2 separate regions of the Triticum aestivum genome follow, and region 2 is linked to region 1. A link is a contact called in public Hi-C data. All regions are on one chromosome and are shown on one strand. Each heading gives the region's core, a stretch centred on a gene start, on an enhancer-like site or on the middle of the called end of the contact. The rest is flanking DNA. Distances are from core to core; before and after follow the strand shown. Region 1 holds the start of LOC123128098 (myb family transcription factor PHL11). Region 2 holds the start of LOC123128100 (cyclin-dependent kinase F-4).

Region 1 (5,782 bases), core at 2,803-5,302:
GGTATAGCTTTAGTCTTGCATAGCTTTGCACTTTGACGAATTGATGCTTGATGTGTGTGTTGATGTTGTCTATGTGCATCCTAGTCATGAAGAGAGCGGAAGTTGCTTATGTTAGCACTGATGTATGTGCTAGAAGTGTCCTTCAAGTCGAATGAGGGGTCCATGTCATATCATTTCCTCTCCGAACCCTAGCGAGAGGCTTGGGGGCGTCATGCCACTCCTTCTCCTTCACTGGTATGTCGTTGCCCCTCCTTCACCGCTGGCATGTCGGTATGGTACTATGAGGAGGCCTCGATCTACCAAATCAAGATATAGTTTCTCTCCTTATGGTATTTTTAGGTTGACCTTCATTGTCAGTTGCTTCGACCCTTCCAGTGATGGTAACGATAGCGTAAAGTAAAGCCATCTTCGGTGCCTTATCGTTGTGTTGGCGATGATGGTTGCCCGAGAAATAATATTCCTCGAGCATTCCCATCTCATGGTGTTGTCTGGCAGCGTCGATGGTTCACGAGTGTAGATTCCGGCCATCTGTTTTGGACAGTGATGCTGGGGTCATAGGATTTGTAATGCATCCGCGGCGGCATCCCTTTACAGGTGGGTCTTCCCGCCTCATCTTCGTCACATTAGCGCGCTCCATGGTGTCGTCATGAGGCCTTTGAGATCTAATAGAGGTTGAGCTCTTGGATCTAAGGCTCTTTCGACTTTGAGAGTTTCTTTTCCAGGGTGATGGTCCGGTAGGACTGTGACCTTGATGACTTACCATCCGCGATCAATAAGGGTAAGTTGACTCCAGCTTGGAGCTGTTTGGGGTGATGCGCCATCAGCCGTATGAGAGGAAGAAAAAGGTTAGCCCTTGGGGACTTCAATGTAATTTTTTTCCAGGGTTTTTGCACTACTCGTTTGGACAACAGACAGTGCTTTTTCGAAGAAGGATACGTGTGTTGACATTCTGCTTCAGAATTGAGAGGTGCACTTTCAGTTGCAGGCTCCAAAATTTGAATTTCCAATTGCTCCTCTTCTACTAGTTAGTCAAGACATGCAAACCACCACCCACCTTTGACTTCCACCTCCCCACGACAAGCCAATAATGCGATCTGCTTACTCGACAAGACATTAGAAACAAGATATCATTTTCATACATAGGAACAGAGCTACTGAACCCAACTACTACAAGACAGACAGAATCTCTTGAAGGTGCCCGGTCTGTTGCATGCAACACTCCATAATGCCATCCCTCAACAGCAGCAAAAACACTCCACGATGCTATGTTGTAGTCGATCAGAATTTTAGGTAGTACATACACAATGCAATCAGATCTCACACTCGATCATCGTCTAGCTACACTTATTCGAAGCCTGGATCTCAATTTCCACAGATTTTACATCAGCATGGGTACGTACGTATGAAGTGTAACCAGACCGTAAACAAGATGATCTCCGTTCGGGACCGCCAAAAGAATCTCTCGTGGGGAACTCAACTGCTCGACTTAAGAACTACGCTCGCCCTTCTACTGAAACACATTTTACCTCCGGTGCTGGCCGACCGCCAGGTCCACCGCGCCGCGCCGCATGCCGTGGGCGGACAGCCGGTGATCGTACCCACCTTTGATGTTCAGGTCCAGCAGGAGCAGGTCCTCGTCCGTGGCGCATTTCACGTCCTCGCCGCCGTGGTAGAGCTGGAAGCCCAGGTTGCCGGCTCTGAGGCCGTCGTCGGACAAGGCCTTGGCCAGCTCCCCGCCGTTCTGCTGGCACGCCTGCGTCGCGTCGTCCATGAACCCCGAGAGAGCTAGGTTGAAGTCGGTGAGCTGCGACCTGGTTGTCTCTAGGGTTGCGTCTCCGCCTGCTTCGTACGAGAGGTTCTTCTGGGCCTTCTCCAGGATCGTCTGCAGGTACTTCCCTTGCGCCTCGATGCGCATTTGCAGCTTCTTCTGAACCTGCATGTGTAGCACAGGAGAATACTGATTGGTTAACACGTTGTGGTTCTGGAGGCAGGGATTTGGAGGAATGAGGCTCATGTTGACGATGGTTTGGACATGTTACCTCAAGCTGTTCGTGCAACTTCCTTTGGACTTCGATTTGATATCTCAATGCGTCCGCGAGTGGCGTTTCTCTGTTCCATGCAAAAGTGTTCAAGAAAAGAAATCATCAAAAAAAAATTGTATTTAGGGGCACCGCTTCAGAGAAGAATTGTGTGACATACAACCTACCAAACATGATTGATTTCAAAAATTTAAGACCATAATCAGGCCGGCGACATTTCATATGTTACTTGCTCGTCGAGTGTGAAGAAATACATAAACTGATCCGGTGTGCATAGACTGATCCGGCATTTTGTGTTACTCCTCTATTTTAGAGTTGTTTTTCTGAAGTACTTTAGGTGATGTCGGTATAAAATTTCGTTGTATGAACATAGTATTAATTAACACCTGATCTGCAGAAATGCATGCATAAGGCCATCTAGGAGTATATGCTTAAATAGTCAACAGATTGATGTCCCTATCCCATGACCTCACCGTCCAAATCATTGAAAGTCCATCACAATCAAGTAAGTTTATTCTTGCGTATAAACCAATATTAGTATTAGTATGTAAGAGTATAGCACGATGAATCGTCATATATAACTCCTATGTCAGCTGAAAGATGCTGCTAGTTCTCCCGTCCTGGTCATTCATGGTTAAACTAGAAATTAGACATGAACGAACGCGCTCTTGGTATAAGGTTGACTCACCCCGTAGTGTTATTCCCGGCGGACGGAACGTTGGGAGGCATCGCAGAGGAGAAACTGATGCCCTGTGCGGCGAAGGCTGTGCAAAGAGAAATCGAGGGCATGTGAGATTTGGAACAGGGAAAACGTTGGAAACGAAAACCAAGATGCATCGACATCAAATGCTTTATCATGTTGTTTATTTCTTTTTAAAAAGTATAATCATGTCACCTCTTGCTTGGCACAGGGGTGCTTAATCTAAGTACTGCTTTTAGAAGGTACAGTGCGTGCATACCTCTGTTGGTTTCGAAGCCTGTGTCTTTCTTGCTCTGCTTTCCCATCCTGTATTTCTGAAGATGACTCTTGAGGTGGTACAAGGTGAGCCCTTTCATGCCCATCAGTCTCAGCACCGACTTGGGCGTCGCCTCTGTCGACAGTAAAGTCAAATGAGAAACCAAGTCAAAACAGGAGCCTTGGTAACAACTAGTACTACTTGCGTATACATGGATGGATCAGAACAGAAAACAATCAAAAAATGGGGTCACAGATCGAGTGATCAACAGATGATCGTGATCAGGATACACGGATCTCTCCGGCGCTACAGCCTACAATTGTGTCAGAGAGTGCGTGCATGCATGCATGCTCGGCCCCTTTGGCCTTTACAGGCTACAGCGGCCGGCCGGGTGGGGCGGGCAAATGCTCCCACAAGCCGCCGGACATGAACATGAGCACGTGAGTGAGCTGGGCGATGCATGAGAGCTCGAGCAGACCGGCTGCTGGCGGCGGTGGCAAATTACTTGCGCGCATCACATGTATGCATGGAGTGGAGAGGCTAGGCATGAGCAGAGGAGGAGGTGACTGGTTCTTACTGTCGGGCCCGCCGAGCTTGGTGACGGCCTCCACGAAGCGCTCGTGCAGGTCGGGCGTCCAGCGCAGCCGGGGCTTGGGGTCCCGCGACAGCACCACCCCGGCGCCCACGCCGTACCCCGCCCGCTCCATCCCCTCGAACATGATGATCTCCGGCGAGCTCTCGCCTCCGTCCGTCCACCTCGATCGCGCCTCCGGCCAGCTGCCGCCCTTCGCCTCCTAGTTAGCAAGCAAGCAAGCTAGCTAGCTAGCTTTCTCTCGTGGCCGATCAACTGGTGATGTATCTCCCGACGTAGCAAGGGCGGCTGCCTGTGTATGCGTGCTGCAGCGCAGCTAGAGCCTAGAGCGCGAGCGCGAATCTGGTGCCGTGTGAAGTTGGCGTGGGAATTCGGCCAAGCCCGAGGAGGATTCGTGATGGGAATGTGTGCTGCTAGCTCGCTAGCTAGCTATATGGCCGGGCGTGGGCGGAGATAGAGACGCGGGGAGGAGGTGCGGTGCGGTGCGGCGATATGTAAGTAGACAGGTGGGGAGAGAGATGGGCGCCGAGGCGGGCGAGAGAGCATGAACCGAACCGAACCGAACCGGACGCCGGGCATCGCATCGCATGCCGCAGCATCGTGTGCGCTGCTCGGTCGATCATGCGTGCGGCGCGGCGCTTGGAATCTCGGGGAGCCTTGCGCTAGGGTGAGCTAGACAAACCGACCGAGCGCCAACCGGGGCGCGACGCGTGGAGGGCCGCCGGCGGCGTATGGCCGGCCGATCGGGCCCGGGAAGGGCGCGCGCCACGTGGTCGCCGCGGCCCCCGACACGGGCGGTTGCGCCATGTGTGCATGTGCGCCGCTGCCGCCGGGTCCCGGTCGTGCTGCTACGTACTCTACGTAGCTAGCGAGGCGAGGGAGGCGCTGTCTGTTGTTCCGATCGATCATGACGGACGCGCCTTTGTTTTTTGCTAAAGATGATCATTGCTCACTTGCTAGATTTTGCCTAAAGATCGTTGGCGATTGGGTGTCGCCTCGCCGGTCAATGATCACGACAACACGCATCGATAGCTCCATCGGCTCACCGCCGGGACCAAGGGAGGTCGACGGACCAAAACCAGGCCAAGCTAGCCTCGCTCTCCTAGGTCGAGGAAACTAACAGCTTGTAGCAGTAGCACACGTCGATGGAACTGGAACTCGTACGGTTCTGATCTATAGAAACCTCCACGGCGAATATTCCGGCGGCGGCGGCGCCGGCGAGTGGCCCGGCGGGGGCGGAGAGTGGAGGAGCGGCGGGGGCGAGAGAGACGCGGGGAGATGTTGGCGATGATGTCGCCTGGCCCCTCGCTCAGAGGGAATATTCGCGCCAACTTGGTTGCGACCGCCGCCCCCCACACGCTTTGCTTTTTTGCTTTTGCGCTTGTTCTTTTCTGTCCTCGCCTCCGTTCCGTCCGGCCTCGATAGCCAAGAGATGTCCGTCAGAAAGAAAAAAAAACAGCGAAGAGCGTATGGACTTTTTTTTTTGGAGTGTGTGCGTATGGATTGGACGGTACGTGACACAACAGTGTGTATGTGCGCGCGCCAAAAGTCTCTGAAAATGGTTTCGCCGCACGTCCAAGTTTGGACTGAAATCTGTATTAATGTCCGAGCCAGCTTTAATAATCTCAGGAAAAAAAAGTCTGGAACTGGAAAGCGGACGCAACGAGAACATTTTTATTTTCTTGAGCAACAATTTGAATTCACCATTAACAAAGTGACGACATATTCCGCAAAACAAAAACAAAGTGACAACGTATTTTTTTGGTGGGGTGCTCTAGTTTTCTTGTGTGGGCTTTATTTCGCGGATGAAATTTGAAAATGAAGATTTGATGTCAGCTGCTTCTGACCTATAAAGGGAACTACGTAACTTCATTTTATACACTTTGTTGGGCCTCCAAACGCATAGTTTTGTAGAACAACAGTAAATTCACTCAAGCGGATGAAATCACGTAGTTAGCAAACCACTTCAAAGTTGTGTTTCCAATCAATCTATTGAACCAACACCTTATGATATTATCGTTCAACCTTTATGCTAAGAGTACCTCAATGTCACCTCAAATATCCACAAGTTAATTATTAGAAAAACAACATGTAACCTCAAATCCAAAGTACTCAATCCAACATAAAGGACCTTCAAAGAGCAATATTCAATTCACCACAAAAAGAATAGAGATAGATGAACATCATAAGATCCA
Region 2 (5,728 bases), core at 2,136-4,635, 230 kb before region 1:
CATTGAAACACATGGGGTTCAAGAAAAAGTATATCATTGTTGTTCTCTGTGTGGTGGGGCCATGGGAGCGGCACTAACCAGCGTGTTGACACATATTCTGTGTATGGTGGTGCAGATGAAATTTCTCTTGCTAGACCAAAGTCTGCTAGCTTTAGGACATCTTTGCTAACCAGCAGATTCTCTGGAATGGTATAGCAATATAGTTAATAAAACAATAAAATATGAATGAATGAAAAAAATGCATCAGTTGATCTGCAAAATTGGAACACCTATAGCTGCTAGAAGGCTTTAACTACAACTCACAATACACTAATGTCAGACTTCCATTTAATTTGGCTGGTAGAAAAATACAGGGCAGGGGGTAGATGAGTACATAAGAAATCCTACCTGGTTTGAGGTCACGATGAAAGTATCCCCTCTGGTGCATATAGGCAAGAGCCTGGAAAATCTGAAAGCACCAATTACGGACATCTGACTCCGCGAAAGGCTTTACTCTGTCTTTCATAAGTTGGTAGAGATTGCACTCCTAAATGAAACAATGGACAATATTCAACAAAAGCATGATATGGGGTAGTTATAAACTTTGTTATCAATCACGTGCTTAAGTACCATGTATTCCATTATGAAGTATAATATATCATTTTCCCTTATGACCTCCTTGAGCTTCACTATGTTAGGGTGATTCATGCGCCGCAAAGACTTCAATAAAGAAGACATGTTATTTGAAGGTAAGTAATATGCTAGAGAACATCAGAGAGACGAGTACATGACTGGCTAAAGTACCTTTACTTCACGTAAACTCATACATTCCTCGAAAGAATAATATTTTCTTTTCATTTTCTTAACGGCCACCTACATTGGATTAATATGAAACATTGACGTCAACTTCATTGTTTCACAGTTCAGGTAAAGATAGCAAGAGTGATATATCATAGGATACGTACAACTTCACCATTTTGTTTATTTATAGCGCGCCATACGCTCCCGAATGTCCCATCACCAACTTCCTTAATCAACTTGAATCTGCAAAGATAAGGCGCTCTAAGAAAAATGCAAACCCGAAACAGGAATTCAATACAACTGTTATCCAGAGGAGAGAAAAAATACAAAAAGGGTTACCTATCCATTTTTCCGGTAATTTTGTTGCCTGATAGAAGCTTTTTCCTTTGGACAACCAGGTATCAAGAAGCCTTTTCCTTTGGGACAACCAGGTATCAAGAAGCCTTTTTCCTTTGGGACAACCAGGTATCAAGAAAAATCAACAACAAGCACAGAGAAGTGTTTCAAAGTCTAAGCGACCAATATCTTGTCTATCAGTTCGCACAAACAGATGTATGATCCGTCAATTGAACAGTGGGCCTCCACTGGTTTGTGCTGTCTTGGATTTGGTCCCCTCACGAAGATCCCACAGCAACCATAGTAGAGTCCCAGAATATAGCAAGGATGAGCCTTGACCTCAGATGATATACAGCAAGCAAATGGCAACTAACTAGGGAGTGACAGATGGAGACTGAATGCAGTAAAGATGGTTGACCCTGCATATATTAAGAGAAAAGAAATTCAGAATGTTTCAAGAGATATGGTTGATTTAGTTTTCACATGCTAATACATGCAGGAAAGAACAGTTTGAACTCCCAATAGTAGAATTTAATTATTCTACGAGCACATCATTGGCCAGTTTACATGATCAGCATCTACTACTGGATTTGACTACAATAAGAAGTTACTCTGGAGATGATGCGCTGATAAACAGAGAATAAACAAAATGAGATGATAAAAACTTAGCCAATAGAACAAAAGAAAGGAAAAACAAAGCAGGTATTTTACATGTAGATGTGGAGCATAGACTGGAGTATCGCTTCAGGATCGCCTCAGCCTGCTGTCGTTGAGCATAGAACCACTATGTGCAGTTCACCAGAGAGAAGAGTTGGGTGTTCCCACGAGCTAAAACACGCCAATCAAAAGTTTCTTCTGAAACAAATAGCTTGCATTGAAGGTGATATGCCCCGAAGACCACTTTTCCCATGTCTTTGATGAACACTTTAAGCTCCCAAGATCACTGCTGGTGCAATCTGACACAATTTATTTGAATCAGAATGATGTGGTCGATTATAAAACTTTTTGCGCTCGATGACATGGTATAGTGTATGCCAAAGGAACAAGAATCATTTCCACGAAGCATGAACATTGATGCGACGTAGAACCATTTGGATTATATATAACGCAGTCAACTGACGATCTCTATCAGAAACCAACACAAATTTAGCAACATTTCCGAATCTAGTTTAAAGAATCCATTTTAATATCCCTTTTAATATACTAAGATACATGGAGGTCTGTACACAGCAAAATTTTGAATTGAATCATTTTAAGTGGATAATAATTTGCGGCTCACGTGTTGCTAGAACCAACATTAATGCACAAAACGAAACATATTTCTCAGGGAAATATCAGAATCAGATATAGCACTCGTTTACCTAAATCACATAATACTAGGCATACATTAATACCAGGGTAGAAGTGTATAACATTGGTGGAGCTGGACATTGCAAACAGTATCGGTACTATCAATGATGCTATTCATCAATCGCAATAACGACCCGGCATCTCAATTGGCGTGGTGATCGAGCTATACCGTTGCTTGAAACATCAAAATTCGAAAATAATGTTGCTATCCCATTACTGGCTGAAACGGATTTATCGTAGCAAAATCCATACATATAGAAACATCTCCGAACTCAAAATATCGCCTCAGGTTGGAATTAGTGGGAAAACGCCTGCATTGCTACCTTGTTTTTCTGAGCTTCTCTCTCAAACTTCTGCATTGCCACCTCAATCACAATTTACATTGCAAGCACAGAAAACATAGATTTTTCTCATCTATAGGAAGAAAAAAGGCGCCTTTTAACGGGAGAAAAGGAACCTTTCCGCGCAAAAATCTAAATCAGCCAACCAAAGGAAGATGAAAAATCCAAACAGAAAAGCATCCCGGCACAATCCTGAAAATAAGCTATCGCGGCACGGCCAGGCACAAACCTATACATGGATTCGCATTGGAGCGAATGCCCGGTGGGCGCTCAGATCCGGCGGCTGGGACACAGATCCGGGGCAAATCGCCTGGAGCAAGCAAAGCGAGGAGGGAGAGAGAGGGACGGAGCGCGACGCGAGAAAGGCGGGGGCAATGGAGCGGAATCGATGCCATACCTTACCTTAGCAGGCGGGCAAAGGAGCATAGGGGTGGTGGTGGTGGTGGTGGTGGTGGCTCCCCACGTGCCGCGTGTCGGCGCGGCCCACCTCAGCCCAGCCCCGCGCGGCGCGGCGCAAAGGAGGAGGCCGGTGGGGCGCGGCGCCGGTGATTGTGTCCCCGTGGCGGCGGCGGGCGGCGGGCGGCGGGCGGCGGCGGCGGCGTGGAACGGCGCGGGCGGGCGGGGGGAAGAAAGAAGGGGGGAAATGAGCCGCGGCCTGCCTCCCACCGCACCCTCCCCTGGCTTTCTACCCGCGACGCGCCCCGTTACTTTTTATAACCGTGGCCAGCAGCGCCCGTCCCCGGCACCGCACCGCGTCGCCTCGCCCCTCGCGCTCCGCCGGCCTCCCCTCCCCTAACCTTTTTTTAACCTCTCTGCCCCCGGCTGACGAAGCCCTTTTCGTTCGGGCTTGCGTTTGCCCCAGCGGAGGGGAAGCAAAAGTATTTCCTGCCTTTTCACCCGCCCGCTACCAGCCCATCTTTCCCCGTCCTCGGATTGATTGCCATTGACGCTTTGGGGTGAGGTGAGGTGGGGTGGGGTGAAATGATGGGGAGATCGTAACCGTGTGGACTTCCCTCGCCACGGCCCGCCCGACGTTGATCGGCGGTGGTTACCGGATGCAGCGGGACGGCGACGGACGGGCGCGATGCTCCTCCACATGTCAGTCAGTGCCAGCTTGGCACATTCAGCATCCCAAGTTTTTTTTTTTTTTTGAGAAACTTCAGCATTCGTTCCAAGGAACAGTTCTTCACCTGGACGATTTCTTATCCCCGCTGTAAATGGTCCCGGCCTGCCCACCACCACCATCACCTGCGAGGCACCACCAAAGCCAAAAAGGCTACTAGCAAAGGCGATCCGGCCATTCGGGTAATCACGGGCAACAGCGCACGGCGTTCGGCCATCGGCCTATCAGCGCTGTCTCTACATTCCGTGCCACTGACAGCATCATGGGGAGTTGGTCTGGTCCCCGGCCCCTCCCTCGCTCGCTCGCTCTACCCACCACGGCGCCGAGTGGTGTGAGTGTTTATGGCGTTTGGATTGGACCCGACGCAAGCTAGCGGCCGCTCTCCACTCCATTCTCTTCTCTCCGGTTGGTGGCCGGTCACATGGACGTGATGCTGATCGGCGTGGTGTGACCCTAATCTGTTTTATTCCGGAGGGCATGCTTATGGGATTCCGGACGCATGCATGGTCCGTTTCAAGTGGTGTTTTATCATTGGGTTGGTTCCCGGCGTTTTTGTGTTTTGTTCTTTTATGTGGAGCTGGTGGTACAATGATTAATCTCTTCGATTATTTGAGCACCGGAAGCGGTGAAATGACAAAAATGTTTGTTCAAAGACTGTAGTCAGGCATCCACAGCCTCTTTTTATTTTTGAGAAACCACTGCCTCTTCTCCTATGAGTGGAGATATTTTTGGCCCACGTTTCGTTGGAGTGGACCTAGATCATCTGGCTGTCGACTAGAGCGGATTTATTAGAAAATGCGTAACTCATTTTCCGAAACTTAGTGAGTATAGCATTTTTTAAAAGTTTTGTAGAACTCACAGATAAAAATTGATGCGCTTATTAAGTGGGTGTAAACTCGTGTCTGTCAATTTTTGGCATATAAAATAAAATAGGTGATCTGTGTTACAAGCAAAAATCATAAAGTGGATTTCTTTTGAAAAATATACATAACTTGTATTGCAGAAATTCACTCAAATCAAAATTTTGATTTAATGCAGATCGCACGTGAACATATTTTATTGCAAATATGGGGACATAATGAGAGAGATTTGAATTGTCGCCAATGTGGTAAGGGAGAATGAGAGAGAGATCTGAAGAAGGATGGAGACCGTGAAAGAGATTGGCAACCTCATTTCTTCCATTTTTGTGTTGGTAGGCAAAGTGTGTTTTTTAGGCTATTTTCTATAGGAGATCACTCACACATTAGGTGTAATAACTTGTAATGGTTCCCCAATGGCAATCTTCTAGACACGGTGTTTTTGGGTAACTCATCGGCAATATGAAAAGGTATTGAGTACATACTTGAACTTGTTAAGAAAGGTATAATTTGAAGAGTGGGGGATGGCTCTTCCACTCGAACATGGAGAGATCCCTGGATCCCTAGGGGACCGTCTTTCAGGTCAGTGACACCTAAACAGAACTGCGGCTTTGATTGGGTCTCGGATTTTGATGCTTGGGACGTTCATCTCGTCTTCAGGACCACTTCTAGCCCATGGATGTGCGTGAAATTGTAAAAATCCACACTTCACCCAGACAGCGTGAGGGTTTTTTTCTATGGTTCCCAAAGAAGTGTGGGCACTTTTCTATCAGGAGTGCATATAACTCACGACAGGTCCTAATGATGATTTATTCGCGGCGGGCCTTGAGCTCGAGCCCAGAAGGGGATCGGATCATTTGGAACTTAACCTGGCGATCAAAGGTTCCCCAAAAGAGGAAGATCATGCTTTGGAGCGCAATGTCGGGTGCTCTTGCTATCAC

Evidence for each region. A called contact is a pair of places that touch in the nucleus more often than the background predicts.
Region 2: a contact with region 1 is called in a Hi-C map of leaf, with 6 times the contacts expected there. The contact joins the promoter of LOC123128100 here to the promoter of LOC123128098 in region 1. A contact is called at or near these places in 5 of 5 Hi-C or Micro-C datasets (leaf, root and an unstated tissue).

The regions. Positions count from the first base shown.
Region 1 is chr6A:497,759,211-497,764,992 of IWGSC CS RefSeq v2.1, reverse strand. LOC123128098 (myb family transcription factor PHL11) reads right to left here and starts at 4,052. Exons shown (of 5, transcript XM_044548011.1): 1 at 3,573-4,052; 2 at 2,999-3,130; 3 at 2,728-2,803; 4 at 2,040-2,109; 5 at 1,244-1,933. The coding sequence starts at 3,714. The coding sequence ends at 1,523.
Region 2 is chr6A:497,983,716-497,989,443 of IWGSC CS RefSeq v2.1, reverse strand. LOC123128100 (cyclin-dependent kinase F-4) reads right to left here and starts at 3,385. Exons shown (of 17, transcript XM_044548017.1): 1 at 3,205-3,385; 2 at 1,828-2,072; 3 at 1,120-1,535; 4 at 945-1,023; 5 at 784-852; 6 at 610-699; 7 at 388-526; 8 at 79-181. The coding sequence starts at 1,127.